Regions from separate parts of the Mus musculus genome. Here regions 1, 2 and 4 are each linked to region 3. The links are chromatin contacts, called in public HiChIP or PLAC-seq and promoter capture Hi-C maps. All regions are on one chromosome and are shown on one strand. Each heading gives the region's core, a stretch centred on a gene start, on an enhancer-like site or on the middle of the called end of the contact. The rest is flanking DNA. Distances are from core to core; before and after follow the strand shown.

The links. Promoter capture Hi-C pulls out the DNA fragments that hold promoters and counts their contacts. HiChIP or PLAC-seq counts read pairs in DNA pulled down with a chosen protein or histone mark.
Region 1: a promoter capture Hi-C map of hippocampal neurons shows a contact between it and region 3, with 12 times the contacts expected there. The contact joins the promoter of Rnft1 here to the promoter of 4930502E09Rik in region 3. A contact is called at or near these places in 2 of 39 promoter capture datasets (hippocampal neurons and liver), 1 of 115 datasets of contacts at active chromatin or transcription factors (astrocytes) and 2 of 9 other capture datasets (adipose tissue and liver).
Region 2: a promoter capture Hi-C map of pre-B cells shows a contact between it and region 3, with 5 times the contacts expected there. The contact joins the promoter of AA465934 here to the promoter of 4930502E09Rik in region 3. A contact is called at or near these places in 4 of 39 promoter capture datasets (the C10 cell line, erythroid cells, liver and 1 more), 1 of 115 datasets of contacts at active chromatin or transcription factors (astrocytes) and 1 of 9 other capture datasets (liver).
Region 4: a FOXA1 HiChIP or PLAC-seq map of pancreatic cancer cells shows a contact between it and region 3. The contact joins the promoter of Ptrh2 here to the promoter of 4930502E09Rik in region 3. A contact is called at or near these places in 1 of 39 promoter capture datasets (the C10 cell line), 2 of 115 datasets of contacts at active chromatin or transcription factors (astrocytes and pancreatic cancer cells) and 2 of 9 other capture datasets (adipose tissue and liver).

Annotation. Positions count from the first base shown.
Region 1 is chr11:86,483,189-86,486,380 of GRCm38.p6, forward strand. It overlaps Rnft1 (ring finger protein, transmembrane 1), which reads left to right and starts at 1,469. Exons shown (of 9, transcript NM_029788.5): 1 at 1,469-1,611; 2 at 2,873-3,192. The coding sequence starts at 2,924.
Region 2 is chr11:83,290,017-83,293,096 of GRCm38.p6, forward strand. It overlaps AA465934 (expressed sequence AA465934), which reads left to right and starts at 1,683. Exons shown (of 3, transcript NR_028363.2): 1 at 1,683-1,817; 2 at 1,958-2,081.
Region 3 is chr11:84,827,757-84,831,069 of GRCm38.p6, forward strand. 4930502E09Rik (RIKEN cDNA 4930502E09 gene) reads left to right here and starts at 1,422. Exons shown (of 3, transcript NR_046281.1): 1 at 1,422-1,656; 2 at 2,146-2,286; 3 at 2,734-3,112. Dhrs11 (dehydrogenase/reductase (SDR family) member 11) reads right to left here and starts at 1,247. Exons shown (of 7, transcript NM_177564.5): 1 at 995-1,247. The coding sequence starts at 1,141.
Region 4 is chr11:86,682,610-86,685,524 of GRCm38.p6, forward strand. It overlaps Ptrh2 (peptidyl-tRNA hydrolase 2), which reads left to right and starts at 1,465. Exons shown (of 2, transcript NM_001098810.3): 1 at 1,465-1,514. Vmp1 (vacuole membrane protein 1) reads right to left here and starts at 1,227. Exons shown (of 12, transcript NM_029478.6): 1 at 1,131-1,227.

The DNA.
Region 1 (3,192 bases), core at 219-2,718, 1.7 Mb after region 3:
CTGGAGTGTCTGAAGACAGCTACAGTGTACTTACATATAATAAATAAATAAATCTTTAAAAAAAAAAAAAAAGAGTTTTACTCTGTATCATAGATTGGCCTGGAACTCACAGCATCTTTCTGTCTTAGTCTTCAAAATTCTAGGATTACAATCATGAGCCACTAATGCTTATCATACGTTCATTTTAGTTTAAAATAAAACTACTCACATAGGATCTCTGCTGTGCACAAAATTTGCAGTCTCAGTTGGCTCCCTGGAACCCAAATAAAGGTAGGAGAGAAAATTTCCCAAAAGTGTCCTCTGTCGTACCAGTTCAGGCACTACCTGTCACCATCACGCACAGGCACAAATAGGCCTGTTCTACTTGGGACCAAGTCTTAAAAAAAGAGAGTGCTAATGTGCTGGTCACAGAGAGAAGCAGATCCAAAAGAGCATTGGGATTTTTTAAAGTGCTTTTTGACTTGAGAGAAATTTAAGAATAGTCTCAAGATGAATGAAGGGCTGAGGCTAAAACCAGTAGATTCAGTTATACTACTATGAAAGGAAGACAAAATTTCATGGCTAAGGAGATTTTGACAAGGTATTTGAAAGGTTTAAGTCAGGTAGAAAGACAAAATTACTGGACACGTAACTCAGAAGTGTCTCTGCAAAAAGCCAAGTGTGTGCAAAACGCCAGACTTTTGCCTAGTCACGTCAGCCTCCGATGAAATACTTAATTTCAAGAATCATAGGAATCCTGTTATACATATGATGTCCTAGATTTTCCAGAACTGTGTTTTTTTTTTTTTTCCTTGTAGTATCTTTTTTCCCCTTTAGTAGCCTTTATTTTAGAAGTCGAGTTCCCTGCTCGCCAACACGGGGTTTTCTAAATCTACTTCCAGGGCCTCACAAACTTCCTGGCGCGTCTGATATCCAGTTCTGGCACCCGGTTCTGGCACGAACTAGGGCACACTGTTCAACTTCAGGCTTGGAACCCGAATCCAGGTCACACAACCTCTCTGCCCAGGCAGCCCAGCGGGTCTGGCGTAGCTAGCAACACGCAGCCGGAAGCCAGATCGCGGCTCCCGGTACGCAGCCCGCTGCCGAGCAGGTTCCTGGACCTACCCATTTTCAACCTCAAGTACTGAAGGACTCCGAAGCGTGTGACTGATCACTAATACACGCAAGACGTGACAGCCACGCAGACTTAATTAGCACACACGTCCGCCACTACGCCACTCGTATAACATCACCAACAGGGCCACAGGGCGACAGGGCGGGTCTACGATGTTCAGGGCGGGGCCTAGATGCGCCCTCCTCCTCCTCCTCCCAGTGAAGGCGGGGCTAGGGACTCGGGACAGGGCCTAAAGGTTCCCTTCTCTGCTGGGAAGGGCGGGGCCGGGATGAGCGCGGGGCGGGGCCTAGAGGCTCCTTCTTCCACTGGGCGAGGGCGTGGCCCGGCGAAGGCGGGCCGCGCGTGACGACGTCTAGGGAGCGCGCGCGCCGCCGCGGGGCCAGGCCGAGCGCTGCTGGTGGCGTCCGAGGCTGAAGGCTTGGCGAGAAGGGCTTGCGGCCGCGTGTCGGGCTGTTGGTATTGTGGCTGCCGAGGCCGCCCGCTCCTGGTCATGAGAGGTCAGGCCTGGGGAAGGGGGTGAGGCGGAGGGTTTCCGGGGAGAAGAGCCGAAGCTCGGACGTGGGTGGAGAACTCTGTCCTCGCGGATTCCGGAAGAGTTGGCGTTGACTTTTCTTTCTCCCTTTCCCCTTTTCTTGTTTATGTATGAAGGAGGGCAGGTTTTGTGTTTCTTTTTTAATAGCAGAGACACAAACTGTCCTGTCCCAAGTCGCTCTTCAGAGAGTGAGGCGATAGAGCCGCTGTGGCTTCCGAGCCTCTTCGAAACGTCACACAGTAACTGCACGGTTTCAGCCAGCCAGCCTCCGCCGCAGCTAGCTCCATCGCGGGGGAAACGGGAGAGGCCCGGCGGTGGGCTCTGCGTTTCGTCGGGCGACAGCACGATTCTGGCACCCTGGTCCGAGATCCACACTGGATCACGTAGGGATCTTGCCCTGCCCACAGCCTCTCTTCTGACACCCCTAACCAAGCCGATGGTGGCATTTTTATTCGGGAGGCTAACTCCTTATTTAGACTAAAGCATCACTTAGCAATTACGTGATGACTCCCCCTAAGGGTCCTCTTTCAAAGGCATTTGACTAACATTCTTTTGGAAGGAGAAGCAATATTCTCGGTGGCACCATTAATTACTGAAAACCTTATTAGCTTTGTGGAAGCTGTTTCAGCATAAAATGAAGTGTTTATTATCTTTGTTGATGCTTAATTAAGGCACTGATTTTTTTCCTTCTAAACATTAATGAATCTGTAAAAAAAAATCTATTGTATTTATTTAGTGTGTGTGTCAGAGGACTTGTGGGAGTCAGTTCATTGCTTCCACCATATGAGTTTAGGGGATTTAACTCAAATTAAAGGTCTTGACTTACCCAGCCATCTCACCCACCCTTAGCAAACTTCCTGATGTGGACTCTGCCTCAGAGTACATGAGCCAACTTATTCAGCATTAGTGCTGCTATTCACTGTGGTATCTGCTGGGCACCCCTTTGACTCTTTGCTGATGTCTTTTGGCACATTTGAAAAATCAAGACATCTGCAGTGCTTTGTACTTTAAGTAGCCCCTGGTTCAAAACTCTTGGTTTGCCAAGTTGGACTTCGAGGTTGGAGTGGGGCAGGGCAGCAGAGCTTTGACAGTTGCAAAGATTGAAGGACCTGAAACTTGTCTGTGACTGTCAACTGCCCCTTTAGTGAACAAAGGACACCTAATGAACCGATGCACTGCTTGTGATTAACTTAGAATGCTTTCTGCTCTTTGATTTTACTTTTAAGGAGAAAGAGTCCTGAAGCAAAGACATTTTAGAGAGAAAATACTCAAGGGCCATGCAAGCCAGCTGTAACCAACTGCATGATCCTCCGGGCACTGCACATGAAGATGCTGCAGCCTCCCCGTGTGGTCATTCAAGATCAACAGAAGGTTCCCTTCACCCTGGGGATGTACATATCCAAATAAACTCCGGACCAAAAGAATATTCTGAAAATCCAAGCTCTAGAAATCCCAGGTCAGGCGTCTGTACTTGTGCCCATGGATGTGTGCATGGTCGTTTCCGGAGTTACTCCCACAGTGAAGCAAGACCACCTGATGACTTTGC
Region 2 (3,080 bases), core at 433-2,932, 1.5 Mb before region 3:
AGTGATCAAGGGGGAAAGGCCCCTTGTGGGTGGGACCATCTCTGGGCTGGCAGTCTTGGGTTCTATAAGGGAGCAGGCTGAGTAACCCAGGGGAAGTAAGCCAGTAAAGAACATCCCTCCATGGCTTCTGCATCAGCTCCTGCTTTCTGACCTGCTTGAGTTCCAGTCCTGACTTCCCTTGGTGGTGAACAGCAGTATGGAAGTGTAAGCTGAATAAACTCTTTTCTCCCCAACTGCTTCTTGGTCATGATGTTTGTGCGGGAATAGAAACCCTGACTAAGACAGATGGTCTAGTATAGGCAACACTTTGTTACTTCCTATGCTCCCTTTTATTTCTTTGAGACCCTTTGCCAATCCCCTATTGATCATCACAATCCTTGTTTGTCACCTCTCCATTTCCACTGTCATTATCACTTAACTCTTCTTAGCTCTTGAAATCAGTTTCGGAGTGTTTACACTGTCTCACTCTGAACATGCGTGTACACTGTTTCCTTAAATATTACTCTGATCACTTCATTACTTGGCCTCTGAAATATTCAGTCTCCCTCTACTCTTCAAGTTTGCATCCAACTGGTTTGTGCTCTTAGCAAAGTCTCAGCCTGTCTTCCTAATCTCCTATCACTAACACAGGAGTCCTTAAACTTTGCAGTGACTCAGAATTGTTCCTGGAGTGCTTGAAGTATTCTATTGGGTCAGTTATGGGTCACAATCAATTTGGAGTTTTTACTATTACTTTTTTACACTGGACGACGGACGATTAACAGGTCTTTGCTTGTTTCTAGAGTTCACGGAATTTTGAGAAGCACCCCAACAATGATTTTTAGCTTTGCCAACATTTGGAAAACTAGATTTTTCAGCTAACTCATCTTGAGTTTAATAATTTTCTTGATCTTTCTGTCTCTCTATACTTCTGACTATCCTGGAGCTCCCTATTAGATCAAGGTGGTCTCAAACTAAGATATGCTTCTGCCTCCTCCTAAGTACTGGGTTTAAAGGCGTGCATCACCACGCCAGGGGGGAATCAGGAGATCTTAAGGCTCTTCAGGACCTAAATGAAATGTCTCTTCTCCCAGGAGATCGTCCGTGCTGGCCTTGGCAATTTGATATTTAGCTGCACTTTTCTCAGGGCATCTTTAATTATTTAGAATGCCCAATACCAGGGTTTGATTACCAGCACTCACATGGCAGCTCACAACCATCTGTAACTCCAGTTCCAGAAGATCTGATACCTGTTTCTGATCTCTGCGGGCTCTGTGTTGGCATAGTGCACAGACACGAATGCAGGCAAAACACACATGTATAATCACAAATAGATCATTTTTAAAATCTGTTTTTTTTTTAAAAAGTGTTCAAGATAGGAGTCTCTCTCTTCTCCCCATTCTCCATCGAAGCAATGGTAAAATCACTACGCCTAACAGTCGCCCGGAGTCCCGTGAGTAGAGAATTGTGTAAGAAGAAAACCAGCGTCGCTTTCTGAGCAAAAACCACAGGCCTAAGTCGCGAGACACAGACCCAGACGCCTAGAAAGCCCGGGGAAGCAGCCTCCACCTTTAGGTCAGCTCCACCCCTTGCTTTCACTTCACCTTTCGATTGGCTGCTCTTCATGCAGGCACCGCCTTATAGTTGTCACGTGAAGCTCTGGCTGCCGTGGGATTGGCTTACTGACGCGCGCGGGGCTGTGGGATGCAGGCCCGAAGAGGCGGAGGGGAGAGGACGCGGGAAGCCAGTGTGCCCCGGACGCAGTGTCCTAGCGCTCATCGGGTCATCCTCTGCAGCCCAGATTGTCCCTGTCCAAGACTGCGGAATGAAGAATCCAGGTTGGGAGCCGATTGAAGCCCCGACTCCGTCCTCAGTCCTCTTTCCCTACCAAGGATGGCTTCAGGCTCCCGAAGTTGGCGGGTTTGGACTTTTATCTTTTTTTTTTTTTTTTTTTTTTTTTTTTTTTTTTTGCTTTGAGAACCTGTGTGTAAGTCCTCTCTGGTCAGCAAAGGAATCTGTGCAGAGCGCCATGAATTAGAGGATGGGGGAATGAGTGCTTGAAGATGCCCGAGGTATGGTCCTTATCCGTGTGACATTTGGAGGTAAGATGGCGTTATAAATTGTGCTCATGCATTTCTAATTAAAAGCCATGGGATTAGGCTTACCAAGGTCACTTAATTGAACCCTTTTGTTCCAGGCTGTTAACACGCTTCCCCAGTTCTTTAGGAACTCAGTGAGATGGGGCTGGTGGGAGAGATGGGGGAAAACTCGTGAACTGGCGCATAGTTGGCACACCAGTTGCCATGAGATGAGTGCTGTGAGGCAGAGAACTAGGTACCTGCTGGCATGGCAGGAACTTGGAATCAGGTACCACCATGTCTGTCTGGATCTTTAAGCGGAATCGGTTTCACAAACTTTGCTTCTGTAATTCAAAGGGCAGAGCCTTCCTTTGGGATTAATCGAGATAAGGTTTCCTGTGTAAAGTGGCAGCAGTATGGAGAGGCAGAGCTGACAGCAGGAAGGGTTTCTCTGGGGCAGGGGAACACAAGCTCTAATAGTAGATTTGAGAACTTTAATAGTCTAGGTTGGGTAGTCTGTAAGATTCGTTAGGATTATGTTATTAACTAGTTAAGGGGTAAATGGGTTATTTTGGGGTTTTTATTTTGTTGTTTTTAAAAGATTTATTTATTTCATGTATATGGGTACACTGTCGCTGTCTTCAGACATGCTAGAGGAGGCCCATTACAGATGGTTGTGAGCCACCATGTGGTTGCTAGGAATTGAACTCAGAACCCCTGGAAGAGCAGTCAGTGCTCTTAACCACTGAGCCATCTCTCCAGCCCCTTTATTTTGTTTTAAAGACAGAGTCTGTATAGCTAGCCCACCATGGCCTCAAACTCAGGATTCTTCTGCCCCAGCCTCCCAAAGCAGTAGGATTACAGGTGTAACCACCACTGCCCCTGGCTTGATTTTTGTTGTTTTGGAGGTTGTTTGGTTGTGGTGATGGTCTTTCTGGGAATTGACCTAAGGCCTCATTCATTGTTTTGAAATCCCTTGAATACCACAGTAGTTTGTATATTATTTCCTGGACCATGGGGAGA
Region 3 (3,313 bases), core at 172-2,671:
TCTCCCTTTGCCTCCACCCAAGGCCTCCTTACCCTTTTCTGTCAGAGGACTTTGAGCCATGGTGAAGATAGAGCCCTGCAGGTGGTCCTGCCAGGGCAAATAATGGGAATTTCTCTTGTCTTCTCCCAAATGGCATCTCCTCCCTATCTTTTCTGATCTGATGCTGCTCATAACTCCAGGAACCCCCAAAAGAATGTTAAGAGAAAAACTAGGGAGTTCTGGATCCGTAACATTTTATTTTCTCAAGACTTACAGGTTTAATGCCCTATTTCACCTACTCAGTCCCACCTAGGAAAATGAATCAGAAAAGAGAGAGAGAGAGAGAGAGAGAGAGAGAGAGAGAGAGAGAGAGAGAGAGAGAAAGAGATCTACAAGTAAATATTCCATTCACTCTTTAGGCTCATGGCATGTGAGTTGAGCTCAGATTTGAATTAAAAGGAGAGCTAGCTTCCACCCTAACCTCACCCTCAGTCATGGGTCAAACACTAGCTTCTTGTTCATTGGTTGGCCAGCACTTTACTCGGTGTGGCTTGGGTGAGGTTTGGGGACAAGATGAAACTAACCTAGTCACTTAGACTAGCCAGTTTTTTTTTTTTTTTCTTTTCTTTTTTTCCCCCTTCTCCCTGGCTGCCTAGCTAGCCCTTGACCTCTGGCTTCCTCTTTCACCTGCCAGTATAGGGGGCACAAGATGGCAGGGGTAAGGGAAGAGAATACCAGGGGTCAGGATTTGGTACTCTGCTGCGACACGAACTATCAGGAGTGAATGGCTCTTATAAAAATAGAACTTAGAGAGAACTTAGGTCCTCTCGCTACTAAACAGCACTCCTGCTCTCAAGGCCGTTGCAAATGGCCCTAGGGTAGTAGGCTCAAAAAGAGCAGGGTCTCTGGCTCCGGCCACGGCAACTCTCCCTCCCCTCACTCAAAGCCCTGCCCCATGGAAACGACGTACTCCCCCCTCCCCCAAGAGCGTCCCCGCTGCCTGGCGGAGCCTTACCTCGATGTTGCCAACGGTGCGGGCACAACCCACAACCTTCAGTCCCTGCTGGACTAATGCCCGGGCCACGGCCGCACCGATGCCCCCCGAGGCTCCCGTCACCAGTGCCAGCCGGTCGCGCCACCGCTCCATGCCAGCTCTAGTCATGGTCCCGAGCCGTCTGCCCACCTCGTTCGGCGAACCAGGCACTGGGAGCGGGGAGCTTAGTCTGGGGTTACTGAAGATCGGTGGCTCCCTGGTCACTGCAGTGGGGGACGCCGGCAACTTGGAGTTGCGCCTAGACCCACCCACTATTGGCCCGGCCTCCGGCCCGGGCTCCGCCCTCGGGACCTCCGCATTGGGCCACATGGCGTCCGAGTGGCCACCTTTTCCGGACACGCCCACGCCCGCGCACGAGCCCGTCCTTCCCGCGACAGGCGGAAACCGCACAGCCTTGAGGATAGGGGCCCACCGCGGAAGTGGGGCCTGACAGCCGGTGGAGTTGCTTTTACCGTGAGCGCTTCCCTTTGCGGTGGAGAGCCTCCATCTGCGAGGAAGAGGACGCACGCTCGCACGCACTCAAGGCCTCCTTTGCTCAATCAGCCCTACTTCCAAAGGCCTGAGGACAGGATGGGGGATCTAAAGGTTACTCCAGTGCCCTCCCAAACCACTGGTGACTGACAGTAAGGATTCAATCCAAAAAGCTTAAGGGCCTCTGCCATCAAGGCCAGTTGACCTGAGGAAGGGTTATTGTTCACTGTACCTGATCCTTTGGCTTCACTGGCCAAGTAAATGGTTAAAATACCCAAGTACTCTACACCTAAATGGCACCACGTCTTCAACCGTCCTTGACATCAACCACTCCCAGTCCTACAACGGCGCAAATGTTACACGATGTACATCAATAGTCACCCGCAGAAGCTGACAACTTGAATATCACGTGGTAGCCATAACTTTAAACAGCATGCATAATATACCCTTATAAGATTTTTGAGCCGGGCGTGGTGGCTCATGCCTTTAATCCCAGCACTCGGGAGGCAGAGGCAGGTGGATTTCTCAGTTTGAGGCCAGCCTGGTCTACAGAGTGAGTTCCAGGACAGCCAGGGCTATACAGGGAAACCCTGTCTCGAAAAAAACAACAAAAACAATATTTTTGTTTTTCTTTTGTGCAGGAGCCAACAGAGCTCTACCACAAGGCATGGTGGCACAAGCCGGTAAGGGGACATAAGAGACAGGTCCACGAGTTCAAGGCCATCCTTTAGTAGAGAGTGAATTCCAGGCCAACTGAAACATGAGCCCCTTTCTCAAACACAGTAAGTATACTGGCACATTAAGTGTGAAAAACAACAAAACAAAACAAAACAAAACAAAACAAACAAAAAAAAGAGAAGTGTGATGAAGGCTAGAGAGATGGCTCAGCAGTTAAGAGCACTAGCTGCTCTTCCAGAGGTCCCGAGTTCAATTCCCAGCAAGCACATGGTGGTGGCTCACAACTATCGAAAAAGGTCCGATGCCCTCTTCTGGTGTGTCTGAAGACACCAACAGTGTACCCATACATGCCTGATAATGCCAGCTGGTGGTACATGCCTTTGATTCAGCACTCAGCAGGCAGATCTCTTGAGTTTGTTGCCAGCCTGGTGTACAGTGAGTTCCAGGTCAACCCGGGCTACAGAGAAACCCTGTCTCAAACAAAACAAAACAACAACAACAAAAAATAAAAATAAAAAACCAACAAACTGTTTGATGTCTACCTTCTTCAGATAGCCATCCTTTATGATTTCTGGACATGGATAAGAAGCTCAAAGACCAGGCGCGTGCGTGCCTACCACAGTCACACAACCCATGCTGATGCAGTCCTAGGAGGCTGAGGCAGAATTGTAAACTTGAGGTTAGTGTGAACTAGTGAGACCCTGAGTTTAAAAGAAAAAAAATAAATTCACTTGGGGCCAGAGATGACTCAAGAGGCTAAAAACACTGCCTGTCCTTCTAGAGGACCCTGGTTCAATTCCCAGCACTCACCTAGCAGCTTACAAAGGTCTGCAGCTCCAGCTCTAAGTGATCTAATATCCTCACACAATTACACAGGCAATCAAGAATACCAATGCATTTTTAAAATAGGAATAAAATTTTTTCACTCACTAAGCACCCATCTGGCTATCCTTCATATGGCTGGAAGGGCAATATTAAAACTATTGCTTTTGCAGATCTTATGTAGCCAGGAGTGTAGTTCAGCTGGCAGAGTAAATGCCTAATAAAAAAAGAAAAAAAAAAAATGCCTAGCTGAGAGTATCTTTCCAAAGTTGTTTTGATGTTGCTCAGTGATCTACAATCCATTTTAAA
Region 4 (2,915 bases), core at 215-2,714, 1.9 Mb after region 3:
CTCCCAAAGGTCAACAAAAACATCACCTCCAATACAAAAATACAGCGTAGTAAATAAGCTTCTTCCCTAAAATCAGACCCAAGGACAACACAATTCTCAGACAATAACAGCTGGAATATAGCCGGACCCAGCACTCGGGAGGCAGAGGCAGGTGGACCTGGTCTACAGAGCAAGTTCCAGAACAGCCGGGGCTACACAGAGAAACCCCATCTCAAAAAATGAACTAAAACAGTTGGAATTAAATTCTTCATTAGGCCAAGAGAAACACTGGAAAAGGTTCTCTAAATGATCAATCTGTCTACGAAACCTCTCACAAGCGTCAAGAAAGAACTGAAAGGTAAGGAATGACATTGCCAATAGACACATACACAGCCGATCTATGCATTCCTGGATTCTTTGCTGGAGTAGAAAAGCAAAAGATGTTTACATAAAATCAACTGGAGGTCATAAGCAACCCATAGCTGCCTAACCCGCTAAGCCCATACACTGTTTGGAATCGTAAAGACCTTTAAGTCCCTATCTTGCTGCAAGTACTTCCACTGCGGGGAAATAAAAATGTTGGGGATCAAGGTTTTGGAAAAAGCGGAGAGCCCTCTTTTTTTTTTTTTTTTTTTTTTTTTTAAATGACAGTCCTAGGAAAAGCTGAGTGGGTCCACAGCAATAACTCTGAGAGGTAATGACCCCTTCCTTTGACTACTCTGCACTGTCGGTACACCCGAATACCTTCGTTTCTCGGAGATATACTTAGCATACTGCGCTAGTGGCCCGGGAGGAGAAAAACCCATTGAAAGGTCCTGAGAATCAGCAGCAGCGAAGACCCTCTTCATTTAACCCAAGGCTCTGGACAGCTCGGGAGTGAGGTTCTCTGAGAAAGCCAAAGCCGGCTTCCAGGTCTGGAACGAACTGTCGCGAGTGTCTGGGTTCAATGTCCCGGTAACCAAGCGCGGAGAGGTGTCCCACATAACCTGGCCACCGCCAGCTGACACAGCCAGTCAGCAGTGACCTGAGCCATCTCAAGTGGAAACCAGCGTGTTCTGCGTCTGCATCACCCAAGTGCGGGAGCTGCGGAAGCGGCCGAGCTGTGGGAAAGCTCGGCTTGGGCTCCGGACTCCCCGCTTTCGCTCACCTACCCGCTCAGACCCCGGCTTCTCCGGATCGCAGGATCCTGGAAGCGGCTCACAACACCGACTCTCACACCCGCCGCTGGGCTCCAGCCAACCGGAACTCGCTCGCGTCACTTCCGGTCCGGCTCCTTTAAGGAGCCCGCCTCCAAAAGAGAAACGTTCCCCCACCCCCACCCCCTCCTTTCGGCCACCGGGAGGTTCCTCGCGGGATTTCGGTTCGGCTTTCTCGGTTCGGGCTCTGTGGGTGTGACAAGAAGAAGGATGACTGCGCTTCGTAGTTTCTGATCCGGAACTAGTTTTTCAGGAAACCCGGAAGGAGTAGGTGGCGCGCGCGAAGCGTGTTCCTTGTTCTGGCTTGGAGACCTGCGAGGTGAGCGAGACGAGCTCCAGGTAAGTCTCGACTCCTTCTAGGACGGTGCAGAGGAGTGTAGTTCTTAATGGCTCTACTGAAAAGCATCTTATCATCTTACCCCACGGTCGGCCTCCCCCTAGCTACTTCATAAATTGTCTTCCGCCCCGTGGCTGCTGCCTGCCTTGCCTACTCTGCAAACCTTTGGAAGAAGCCAAGATAGAACCCAGAATTTTAGTCGCTGGCAACACCTCCTCTTAGAGGTGGCATTGATACGCTACCCTAGCGTGAAAAAAATGGAGAACAGGCCTCACACTATACATTTTAAATATCCGTCTTCGAATTGTTGAGCCCAGCTTGGAAAAGGAAAAGAATTCTAAAGATGGATTCAAAAGTATTTTTATTTATTGGTATTGCGGTGCATGCACGTTGTGCATGGTGAGCAAAGCGCTCTACTCTGAAGCTATTGTTAATCTCATGGATTCGAAGTGGAAGACCACTGACCCAAATCATGGCCAGATTAATTAAAGCAAACTTTTTATTATTATTATTCGTTTACACGGACTATTTCTCCCAAAAGGCAGTGTTCAAGAGATCAGCACTGGACATGGGGAAAATAAGGATTTTTATAGTTCAGGAGTATTGGTTTCCAAATGGGGGATTTGGCATATAAACAGTGTTAATAGCAGCGGAAAGTGAACATAAGTTGGTCATAACAACCCTCTGAAGTAAGACATGGTTGCAAGGTGGTCAGTAATAGCCTTTGGAAACAAAGGCATAGTTGCCGTTTCCAGGAAAAGGCAGATCAAGAATATTTAGCCATATGTTGCTCTGTGACACTAATCTCTACCACATTGGACAGCATAGGGACAGACAGAAGGGCCAACTATGTACGTGTGTGTAATATTATCCATATTTCCAGGCAAATAGGTAGTTTTGCTTAGGAGACTGCAAACTGTGAGAAAGGTCAGGTGAGCAGTGGGTGGAAGTTGAGTTAAATAACTCAGAGGAAGGTTTAAAGTTTTAAAAGTCAGCAGGGAGTGGTGCACAAAACTCAAGAATGAAACACAAAAAGAAAGAACTGTGGTAGCAATGACAGCCTGTCTGGTTCTTTAGCAGTTTGGATAGAATAGTATATTACCCATCCTGTAATAGACGCTATGTAGAGACGTTAACTTTCCCCAAATCTGATTTGCTTATTTTACAACCTAGAAATTGTGAGGACTCCTAATTCTACCTGGCAGGCAGCTATCAAACATTTGTTGTATTTAACTTCTCTTGGTCTTAGGTTCTCTGTTCCCCCATCTTTTGTTTTGGATTTTGAATGCTTTCTTCATTAAAATGGGCAGACAATGTTTACTTTGAAAAGATTATGAAAAGGGAGCTAGGTTTCAGGATACATAGCTAGAATCCCAGCTACTGGGAAGGCTGAGGCAAAAGGA